Linked DNA regions of Mus musculus: all the other regions are linked to region 3. A link is a contact called in public HiChIP or PLAC-seq and promoter capture Hi-C data. All regions are on one chromosome and are shown on one strand. Each heading gives the region's core, a stretch centred on a gene start, on an enhancer-like site or on the middle of the called end of the contact. The rest is flanking DNA. Distances are from core to core; before and after follow the strand shown. Region 1 overlaps Acaca (acetyl-Coenzyme A carboxylase alpha). Region 2 holds the start of Dusp14 (dual specificity phosphatase 14). Region 3 holds the start of Ggnbp2 (gametogenetin binding protein 2).

Region 1 (3,901 bases), core at 1,220-3,719, 600 kb after region 3:
AGACATAGTGTTGAGATCCTGAAAGAAGCAATCAGTGTTCTCAAGAACCACTCGTGCTAAGTGCCATGTGCAGCAGGCTGCCAGACACATTCTCTCCAAGCTCTCTTTGGGCAACAGGACACCCCAAGATTACACCTCCAATCTTGTTATTTTTGTAACAATGCCATTAGAGGGCAACCATGTCAGCAGATCTGTTTCCAAAACAACAACAACAACAAAAAAAACACAAAAAGAAACCCTAAAACCAACAGAAAAAAAAAGTTCACTTAAATAACCAGTTACCTCTAAGTCATCTACAGAAATTTGCAGACCAAAGTGAAAACTACTGGTCACCCATGGTCAAGATGGTACAATGGGGGCTGGAGAGATGGCTCAGTGGTTAAGAGCACTGACTGTTCTTCCAGAGGTTCTGAGTTCAATTCCCAGCAACCACATGGTAGCTCACAACCATCTGTAATGAGATCTGATGCTCTCTTCTGGTGTGTCTGAAGACAGCTACAGTGTACTTATATATAATAAATAAATCTTTAAAAAAAAAATGGTACGACAGTTATTTCTTGCTTTTATTCTCATCTTAGATGTTTGCTAAGGAATATTTTAGAGTTGCAGAAATACAATAAATATGTTTAAAGTGGCAATCCACAGCCAAAGATACATAACTAGTTGACAGCCCAACAGAGTCCAGTGTGATTTTAGCATGTTAAGCATTACGTGCTCCAAGAAAGGCAATTCAAAACAGAAGGAATAGGCGTTGGATAGAGACATTTACTACTTATCATTCAGCTGAGTAAGGCTTCCTCCTGACAAAGATGCTGTAAGTTTATCAATTGATTACCAAAAGCACCTTTATTCAGTGTGATTGTTACCTTAAAGTGTCAACTTGACACAACCTAGGGTCAGTCACCTAGCAAGTGTCTCAACGAGGGGCTGTCCACACAGGGCTTGTCTATGGCATATCTGAGGGGAGCTGTCTTACCTTAATGTGGGAAGATGGAACCTATGCTGGGTGGCACCATTCCCTAGGCAGTGTCCTGAACTGTGTAAAAGTGAAATCAAGGTGAGCACAGACAAGCAAGAGAGCCATGCATGCATTTCTCTCCGCTCTTGACTGAGGATGCGATGTGACTAGCAACTTCCTGACTTGACTTCTCCACAGTAATGGAATTTAGCCTGGACTTGAAAGCTAAAATAAACTCTTTGTACCCTATGTTGCTTTTTGTTCAGACATTTTATTAGAACAACAGAAATAAAGCCGAGCATTTATTAAATAACATTTCTAAGAAAGCTTTTTCTTTGTACTTATATACTGGACAGATTACATGCACTCATGATAAAAAGAAAGAAGGAAAGAAACTGGTCTGCATTTTCTATGCTCTGTCTGAATCAAATCCCATACAGCATGACTTGTAAAACCATGTTCCTGTGGACAAAGGCAAAGCGGTGGAGAAGTCTACTCAACAGAAATTTGCTTAGCCATCCTTGGGGCAAGTTACCACTATGCAACATATGTTAACAACTGCAGAGGACCACAGCACCTCTCCACTGGAGCAACTTGATTCCTTCCTTTAGGTTCAAAGGCCCAGAAGTCATCTTCTAGCTCAGCAAAGTACCGCATCCACATCCCTACTTGTAGGAAGCAGAGATGGAATGCTGGGCACGTAACCATCAGTCAGGAGACCAGGGTCAGCAGAGAACGGTGACCAGAAGAGAATACAAGCTGAGGGAATTGAAATGCTACCAAGTCCCAGTGACATCTGCAAAAGACAGTAATACCTGCAAAGAGGAATCCTAAGGACTCAAATGCTTCTTACAGGCGACTCTCATTAATGCAGATGTGGGGGAGGGGAGCAGCTGGTCTCAATCAAAAAGGAAAATATGCCTGGTATTCAGAAGTACTAGATTAAAAAGGGACACCATCTGAACCTTTCCCTTATCTATGTCACTGCTAGCTGGCCCTGACTCAGTCATATCAATTAATTCCCTAATTTCAAAATCCTCAAGATGAAGTAAAGATAATTAATATTTGAAAATAAATTAGTGATAAACAGGCCTATAAGTACTATTGTGCTCACTGAGTCTTCTTTTGTTTTTCTTTTTTGGGGGGTGGTGGTGGAGGGGGTAACAAGAAGTGAAGAAACTAAAATAAAGAAACGGGTAAATCCAGCTGCCAGTGTGCCTCTACCACATCCACGCTAGTCATCCAAACCAGACACTGGAAGCCAGTTTGTTTCTCCAGGGCGCAGCCTGCTAGGAAGAAAGTTGGGGCACTATCTGTGCAGGTAAGAAATAATCAGGATGACAAGGTGGGGGTAAAAGCAGCAGCAAGTCAGGGTCCCATTGGCTTCTGCCTGTCCTGACTGGCAAAAGCAGCAAGCAAAGCCTCAAACCAGTTCTCTGACAGGGCCCAGCGCCTCTGCAGCACCCCCGTGTAATTACACACTTGAGTGACTGGACTCTGAAGAAAATTGAAGGCCTGAGCTCCGAACAGCTGCCATTTTCTCTCTCCATCACACCAGCGTGATTACTTGAGAAATGAACAGCCCCGGCTCAAAGCTACTCCAGAATTCTCAGAGGAAATATGGCTCCGTGTTCCAATAATGAGATTCTTAAGGCAAGCGTTACTTACAATCACTCCGCAAAAGGAGCGAGCCGAGCCCCTATATCTTACAAATTAGAATTTAAGAAACCCAGCGACAGTCCTGGACGATCATTACTCTTCTGCTGCTCCAAGGATTCTGGGCTTTGGTCTATTTTTAGTGCAGAAAACTGTTAAGTTCTTAAAAAGGTAATCATAATAAGATGAAAAATTTGCCATAATTAGCTCCCTATAAAGGCAAATTCCAGCCCCATTTTGGTTCATACTGGCAGATCCTTCTACCTCTAATCATTACCCCTTTCTGCCAGAAAGTCTTGACTTCCTCCAAGTGAGAATTAACAATCCTTGCATTAAAATTTGAAAAAGAAAGTAGGATTTCTGAGGGAAAATAAACAGCAAGTAGCTCTAGATTATACAACTCTTTTGCAGAAAGCTGTCTCATGGGGAAGTTAAAATAGTCCTTTGTGCCAATATTTCCACCCCTCTCAAAGACCTGGTTTCCTCACCAGGCAGCCATTCCAGGGTAGCAAAGGTAATGAACTCTTCCTATAATGACACGTTTCTTAGAGTGGCTACCTATAAAACGTTATATCCAATAGAGCCAACCAGGAGGCAGAGGGCTGAATGAGTTGTACTGCTATCAACCGGAGACGTAAGGAAGACCATCTCCTTTCACTTTGGGGGATTATATAAAAATGGTAGGCAAGATTTATATGGGGTTTTCCCTCCATGAAGAAATGATGGACGTAAGAGTATCAAGAATGACCTCTCCAAAGGGCTGGGGAAGGGAGCTCAGAGAGTAGCCGTACTTCAGTCCCAAGCAAGCAGCAGCCTCACGGGATCGTGGAGGAGGGCCTCTAAGAACAGTCCTACTGTTCCCCAACTCCAAACACAAGCTTAGCCAGGAAGAACTAGGAGTGGAGAACTTGAAATCAACATGAAAACGTGCCACTTTGCAAACTCCCACCAGCGTTAGAGGCCGCTCAGCCCAGCTTGTGGGAGCCAGTTCCATTCCTCCTTCATGTATTAGTCAGATATGGAGACAAAGGAACAGAGTCATAGCTACAAGAGCATAGCCTTTCATGTAAATCAAAGAAGATGCCATATGCATTTAATTATTTTTTGGAGGGAGAGGAACAATACTAAATCTCTCCCATTTTTTAAGTTTCTGACATGAAAGCCAGTGTTTGCGTTGCTGGATACATGCAAGAGTTAAAATGGAGCAGCACACTGGTGAGAGGAAACTGCATTCCAGAGCCGCCATGATGTTGACAACAGAAACATGGGCCAGCCGTTTCTAAGTAC
Region 2 (3,739 bases), core at 943-3,442, 800 kb after region 3:
TGTAATAATAAAGAAATCTTTGGGCCAGAGCAAGTGGGGCCAGAGTGAGCAGAGGTCCTGAGTTCAATTCCCAGCCAACTACATGATGGCTCACAACCATCTGTACAGCTACAGTGTACTACTCATATACATAAAATAAATAAATCTTTTTTAAAAAAGAAAGAAAGAAAAAAATGGTTCCTTGGTCACACAGGCTGCATATCAAGGGCTTAGAAGCCAGCAAAGGCTCTTGGGGCCCCTGCAAAGATCTACAGAGAAGATATTTCAGCCATCCTTTCTACTTAACTCTAGATCATTAGCATAAACTACACAGAGAAGGGTCTCTTTGCATGAGCTTGCCTCTCCCTCTTAAATTAGGGTGTGACTTTTCCTGGAAGGCTTATATCGCATAGTCTACAAAAGCTGTCCTGCTCCTTGTCCCCACCCAGAACTTACTCATGTGCAAGTAATAATGTAAGCAAAAATGATCCCAAAAAACAAAACTGGATGGAATTTAAGGAGGAGTGTGACTGCCACCAAGTCATGAAGTGAGTACAGGACTGTAGGTTCTCAGCTTGTGGGCCAAGACCCTTTCATACGGGTCCCACATCAGCTATCCTTCATGTCAGACATTTACGTTATGGTTCAAAACAGTAGCAAAATTATACTTAGGAAGTAGCAACAACAATAACAATATGGTTGGGGGTGGTCACTGCGTTAAAGGGTGGCAGCACGGGTGTGTGTGTGTGTGTGTGTGAGAGAGAAGCACTGTAGAGGGACATGCAGAAATACAAACAGCATTCAATCACTTCCAGTAGAGATTTTGCTATTTTTACATTAGGGATGTCAAAAGCAGGTCATGAAATAAACTGCCGGAATGATAATAGTACCAGAAAGATATATTCCCATGCAGTTTGAACTCGGTGCTTTAACCTAATCTTAGTCTCCTTGTGTTCTTCATGAAATGGTTAATTTTGCCTAATTTTAAAGCTCTCATGCTTTTTAATGGCATCAAATCTCTTCAGTCTAGGCCATTTTAGCTTTCCCTGTATTATCACTAAAATGCCTCTGCTGTTATATTTTCGTCTGGGAAACAGACAAAAACTTCTAGATATTGCAGCACCCACAAAAAGACTGAATCCAGTTGGCCAATGGAGATTAAAAAAAGAAAGAAAGTAAAACAAAAACCTCCAGGTTTTACTTGAAGATGCTAGAAACTGTTAAGTAAGCCCTAAGTGCGGCGTGCTCCTCCTCTGTCCCCTCCCCCAAATCCAAGAATACTAGTTTGACTTCAGCAGTTCTGATGTCAGCGATTTGCTACAGCGAGGGCATTGCTTGGGTGAGCACAGGACCAACCGAGCGCCAAGTCAGGACTCCTGGAGTCTGACTCACTGCAGAGGCTGGAGGAAGTCGTTCCTACCGCCCCTGTATCGCCCCTCAGTTTTGCGAAGAGAAGAGTAGGGTGGCGCTAAAGTCAGTTTGCATCCATTCATTTCAGGTGAGAAAACCTAAAGAGGACAGAAAGAGAGGAAAGAGAGAGGGAGAGAGCGAGAGAGCTAGTTGAGAGCAAAGAAATTTCAAGGGTTCCACAAGTCAGCCTCGTTGTACCTAGGAGTGTGGGTACTGTCAATGCATCAGAGGTTTAGGGGTCTTTAACTCCTTTGGAGTTTCCCCAGTTACTTCCCTCACCTGTCAATCAAAATCCACCCAGCAGTTGACGGAAGAATTAGGGCGTGGTGGTTTATACCTTTAATCCCAGCTTTAGGGAGATAAAGGCAGAGGCAGGCGAGTCTCTGTGAGTTCCAGGCCAACCTGGTCTACATAGTGAGACCTTGCCTCAACAAACAAGCAAAAAAGAGTGGCTTTGCCTTCCCCCTTGGGTCCGCACCTGGGGCTGTCTCGCCCGGGGGAGGAGGAGGGGGTGGCTGAGAGGCGGTGATTAGTCACTGGCTGCGGCGCTCACACCTTTTATTCTGTCTCTTCCCGCAGTTGCCTCTCTGCATTTGGACAGATTCTTCGAACGCCAGCTCAGAAGCTGGGCCGGAGGACAACGCGGCTTCAAGGAGCAGGGGTCTGCGAGTAAGTCCAGGTGAGTAGGAACCGGGGCCAGGAGGACCTGCCCGCGCCGCAGCGCGCACGCGCGGCGCCCGGAACCCACGCTCGTCCCCGCTGCGGGCCCGCGCTCGGAAGAGGGCGGCAGCGCGCAGGGAGCGGGAGGCGCGCGAGGCCGGCGGGCAGAAGCCGCGAGCCTCGCAGCAGCACGGACCCGAGAGCCGCCGCTGCCGCCACCGGCACACTCGGTACGGGGTGCGGGGGAGAGCCAGAGGGGCCCGGGCGCATGCGACCCTCGGCTCTGCAAACTTTGTGCGGGTGCTCGGCGACCTCGGGGCGCGGGGCGGGAGAGGCTGGGATCCCCGAACCCAAGCCGGCAGGCGTCAGCATGCACCCCGCGACCGGCCCCGCCACCCCCTGGAAACACTTGGCTTTCTGCTATGCCAAGAACTCAACTTGAGCGTCTCTCCTCGGTGTTAGATTGGTGTGCACCATGCTCACATCTGACTCTTATTTCTCCTAAGTATCCTTGCTCTGGAGCGAAGTTGAATTGTACTGGGCTTGGGGTAGGGAAGGGAGCCGAGTGGTGTAGCCGCCTTAGGATTGTATAACTACCTTCTATTGAAGTGGATGTTGCCAGTGGCATCGGCTAATGTTATGGTAACTGGGCATCTTAGAGGCAAGAGAAGGCGGGGTGTTTTACCAGTAGTCTCCCGGTCTAATAATACTAAAAACAATACCTCATACTTTCCACTCAGGAGAGCCCCACGGCATTTGGTTTACGTTCTCTGGGTAGTTTTCAGTGAAGTTTCTAAGAGGTAGGTGGAGAGCTGTGCTTTCCCGATTTGTAGATGTAAAAAACGGAGGCAAGGATTCGGATTCTTAACTGACTTTAATGAAATGTGGACCAAGAGTTTTAACGCAGTTTCCTGCAGTTCTTGCTCCAAAAAGTACCAACTTTGAAGTTTAATGGGATACCAGAACATCCTCCCTGAGGACAATGAAAGGTCAGAGAGGCCAAGGGACAGTGGTCTGCAGCCGCAGGCCTCAGCTACAAAGCCGGGTCCCTCCAACAAGATGCAACTCTTTGGGTGTTGTATGTATTCTTTGCAAAGTTGTGTTTAGGGCTGCAATTTGCTGTTGTCTTTTGTGGACTCATAAAGGGCATTTAGTCTCGGTTTCCTTGAGAAACAGAGGAGTGAGGCACCCCCAGAGTGAGGCACCACTTCTTCCTTGCTGGAGACACCTTAAGAATTCCCATGAGGTCAGACGAGGGCCGAGAGTTCCCGGGAGGAGGGAGGAAGGAGCCCTGCACAGGCGGCTTGACACATGGGCCCCACTCCTGCCTCCAGCTCTGACTCACCTACTGACGCTTGGGGGAGGAGAATAGCTGCTTGGTATTTTTGGCTTTCCCCCATAAAACGGGAGACAGTTGGCTTCATTCGAGTCTTCTCAGCATCCTTTTCGAGAGCGCCGCGCCGCTGAGCTTAGTCCTCCTCTCGGAAGGAAACCTTTGATACTGGCTGACTGCAGGTATGCATTCTGTGAGATCCCTTAATAGAGCTGCACACAGATTTACTGCTGGAGCTTCTAAATCGGGGAAATCCTTCAAGACTTTGGGATTGAAATTAGGGTTAAGAGAAATCTTTGAATTAGATGTATACCTTTGCATGAGGAATTTCTTTTCCTTTTTTTAACAAGATGGATT
Region 3 (3,570 bases), core at 1,042-3,541:
GTGCACCATATCTGCCACTTTTCTTATTTAATATTATGGTATTTACGTACTTATTTTTGTGATACTGGATACTGAACCTTGGGCTTAGAGCCTGCTAGACCAAGTGTTCTACCACTATATCCTCAGCCCTCCATACTTTTCTAGTCTAAGTTTATATCTTTGATAATTACAGGCGTTAACTGAAAAGGACAAAATGTACACTGTGCTTCCCCTCTTCCAATTCCTAATGTCCTAAAGAAAAGCTAATGAATTCATAAAATCAGAATTAGTAGGCAGAACTCCTGATTAGATTGCTTTTCAGAAGAGAAAGATCACAATTGATTTACTGAGCTCTGTGTCGGGTATAGGTGCCAGGAATATAAACAGATGCCTTTAAGGAGCTTACATTCTCATTTATGTTTATTAAAAATATGCAATATGTCTACTTAATTCCTATTTTGAGAAAGGGTCTGTGCAGTCTAATCTGGTCTTGAATTTATGGTAAGCACTCTGCCTTGGCCTCTCCAAGTGCTGGGGTTACAGGTGTATGCTACTATACTGGGCTTGTATTTTTTTTTTTTAAAGATCTATTTTATTTATATGAGTACACTGTAGCTGTCTTCAGACACACCAGAAGAGAACATCAGAATTACAGATGGTTGTGAGCCACCATGTGGTTGCTGGGAATTGAACTCAGGACCTCTGGAAGAGCAGTCAGTGCTCTTAACTACTGAGCCAACTTTACAGCCCATGTTTCTATTTTTAATTGATAGAATATACTCATACTGTCAGATCAAGAAAAGGAAAATCCAGCTTACAGATTTTCAGATGTACTAATTTAAATAACATTATGCCAGTGATTTACTACCTTATCTAATACAGCCATTATAGTGAAAACAGAGGTATTTTAGCTTGTCAACTGCCTTTTTTTTTTTTTTTTTTTTCATAGCTTGGTTCTTTCCTAGTACCTGGTGTATATTTAATAGTGAAAATTAAAGCTAGTAGCTATATACATATTGGCTCAATATTTGTTACCAAGCATAACCTAAAATTCAATTAATCAAAGTAGGTACATAGATTGTAGTAGTTGTAGACATAAAACACAAGATTCTCTAAAAATGTCCATAGTTTTACTATGTATTTTAACCTGTCAGAAGGTGCGTGAAAAACTGGACTTCAACTAAGGATCGCACTGTTCTGCTTTTAGTATGGCCCAAAGACATATTTACTGGATAATCACACCTTTGGGAACACACAATGGTTCTTCCAGTTTATTATGTCACCTACTCTAACAATGACCACACAATGTCATAAGTCAACAAGGCTAAGGATGCACTGTGGGATTTTTTTTTTTTTTTTTTTTTGGTTGTGACTTGAAAGACTTCATGTGATCAAAATACTTTTAAAGGTCAGTAACAACAGCTTTACCCTATTTTACCAGAAAATATTCGATCTGTCCTTAAGATCTGGTAGTTGTACAAGCAGCGAATGGATTTATTATTAAAACCATCAAGACAAAACATTTTCCATCTTTTTGGCTTTACAATGGACCTCCGTAGACTAGTACCTGAGAACGTGGCAGTAGTCAAGAGTGCAGAGGAAACTCTCTTTACAGCAGCTCTGGTTCTCGGAAGATGGTCAGACCGAAGGGCCTTTGGCCACTATCAGTAACTTTGCCCAAGGGAGTCCCTTAAGTTAATATTAACTCAAGAAGTTCCTTTGGTCGGAAGCTACACATAGACTACAGTTCAGTTTTCTGTCTATTGTAACAACAGATCCTGCACATATTTTCCATCCATCTTGCTGCAGTCCCCATAAGGCGGCCGGCTCTGGGTGAGTCAGGGTAGCAGAGCCCTTTCCTCCAGTCTTACAGGGGTGGAAGTCCGCATGTGTGCAACCTGGAAAACAAGGTCAAAGGTCTCTGCAGTGTCCATTCTCCTAGACCTCGACAGCGCCAGCTCTTCATCGCTCACCCAAGTCTTATCTGGGTTCCCCCCCCCCCCCAGTGGGCTTTCCACCCCACCGGTCTCCAGAGAGCAGATCCCGGGTCGTCACTGGCAGGGACCCCGGCTGCTCCTGCTGGGCCTCCCCACTGGCCCTATTTTCACGCTCGTTTTGGTAAATCCGGGGCACCACGCAGGTCAGCCGAGCGCGACAGCACAGGGGGTTCCCCCCACCCGTACAAGCCGATTTCGAAAGTCGGGACACGAGCGAGGCGGCCGCGGTCTCGCGAGAAGAGGCAGGCCCCGCCTGGAGTTCGCGGCCCCCCCTCCCCGGCCCCACCCTCCCCACGTCCCCCGCCCTCCCTCCCACACTCCCCGTGGCGCGAGCGGCTGACTGAGCCTGGAGAGGAAACGGCAATCGCAGCCGCGCTCCCGCCCAGGCCGGCCCTGACGCGGGCCTCGTCAGCCGGTAACGGGGAGCAGAGGTGGGGGTCAGGGAGGCGTCCTCGAAGTCAGTGAAGGTCAGAACCGAGAGCTCTCTCTCTCCGACCCGGGTGAGGACTGGGGTCTGAGCTCGCCCCCACCCCAACTCTGCAGAGCCGAGGCAGGGTCGACCCCTCCCAGGGGCGGGGTGGCGCCGGGCAACTGCAGCCTAGGGGGCCACCCTGGGCGGGGCGCTCAGCCAGGAGAGAAGGGGTCAGCGGCAGGGGGTGCGGGCTTGGGCTGTGTAGCCGAGGCGGGGATGGGCTTCTGGAGCCCGGACTCCCGAGCTGGGCGGGGATGTCCCGGGGCCAGCAGGTCCTTTTCCGCCTCTCCTTTGGACCCTGACTGGAGGCCGGCGGGCGGGGGGGGGGGGGGTGGGTGGGTGGGGAGGGGGGGTCTGGGTGGGGGAGGGCAGGCGGCGCGAGGGGGCGGGTCCCGGCGCTGCGGGGCGCTGATTGGCTGAGCGCGTGTGGAATCGGGTGATGGGAAACGCAGCGCGGCTCTCCTGTCCTCTCTCGCTCCGCGCCCCCCCACCCCTTTCACCCGTGGCGAATGTGCTGCGAGGTGGCGGGTGCTTACGCTCGCGGGGTTTGGCTGTTGCAGGCAGGAGCTGGGAGGAGGCAGCAGCAGCGGCGGCGGCAGGAGCAGCGGCGGCGGCAGCAGCTGGGAGGAGGTGGTGACGGTGGCAACGGCAGCGTCGGGGACGATGGCGCGACTGGTGGCAGTGTGCAGGGACGGGGAGGAGGAGTTCCCCTTCGAGAGGAGGCAGATCCCCCTCTACATAGACGACACCCTGACGGTGAGCGAGCGGGCTGAGCGGGCCGGGCCGGGATGGGCCCGCTGCTCCCCGGCCTGGCAGCTGTTTCCCCTCCCCCAGGCCGAGCGCTGCGCACTGGAGAAAGAGTGTGTTGCAACTCCTAGGCGAGGCCGCCTCTCCGATGGGCCCCACGAACTCGCCATTGCAGCGGGGCCTCTCGGTACCCTTGGCAGGCCCCAGATCCAGCGCCCCGAAGGCACTTGGAGGTCCCCTGCTCGGGTCTTCCTCCCTCTCCGAACCTTTGGCCTTTAGGCCTGCCTTTGAGACGCTGTTTGCCTAAGCACGCGCCGGGGAGAAGGGTTGAAGGAGCTGGGGCGTTTAGGGCCTGTCCTCTCCAGAAAGCACTTA

What was found. Promoter capture Hi-C pulls out the DNA fragments that hold promoters and counts their contacts. HiChIP or PLAC-seq counts read pairs in DNA pulled down with a chosen protein or histone mark.
Region 1: a contact with region 3 is called in a promoter capture Hi-C map of hippocampal neurons, with 6 times the contacts expected there. The contact joins the enhancer-like site here to the promoter of Ggnbp2 in region 3. A contact is called at or near these places in 6 of 39 promoter capture datasets (the 3T3-L1 cell line, the C10 cell line, cranial neural crest and 3 more), 13 of 115 datasets of contacts at active chromatin or transcription factors (acute myeloid leukemia, bone marrow-derived macrophages, embryonic forebrain and 7 more) and 3 of 9 other capture datasets (adipose tissue, embryonic stem cells and liver).
Region 2: a FOXA1 HiChIP or PLAC-seq map of pancreatic cancer cells shows a contact between it and region 3. The contact joins the promoter of Dusp14 here to the promoter of Ggnbp2 in region 3. A contact is called at or near these places in 2 of 39 promoter capture datasets (hippocampal neurons and maxillary cranial neural crest) and 5 of 115 datasets of contacts at active chromatin or transcription factors (bone marrow-derived macrophages, embryonic forebrain, large pre-B cells and 2 more).

The regions. Positions count from the first base shown.
Region 1 is chr11:84,270,714-84,274,614 of GRCm38.p6, reverse strand. All of the region lies in intron 23 of Acaca (acetyl-Coenzyme A carboxylase alpha), which reads right to left. Among named protein-coding and RNA genes, the nearest start is that of Acaca, 77 kb to the right of the region's middle. Within about 2 kb of position 2,469, at least 14 of the 459 cell types and tissues checked have an H3K27ac peak or open chromatin away from gene starts, as enhancers often do.
Region 2 is chr11:84,066,810-84,070,548 of GRCm38.p6, reverse strand. It overlaps Dusp14 (dual specificity phosphatase 14), which reads left to right and starts at 2,192. Exons shown (of 3, transcript NM_019819.3): 1 at 2,192-2,279.
Region 3 is chr11:84,869,511-84,873,080 of GRCm38.p6, reverse strand. It overlaps Ggnbp2 (gametogenetin binding protein 2), which reads left to right and starts at 2,291. Exons shown (of 14, transcript NM_001364114.1): 1 at 2,291-2,476; 2 at 3,009-3,204. The coding sequence starts at 3,112. Ggnbp2os (gametogenetin binding protein 2, opposite strand) reads right to left here and starts at 3,076. Exons shown (of 2, transcript NR_131201.1): 1 at 2,985-3,076; 2 at 1,450-1,877.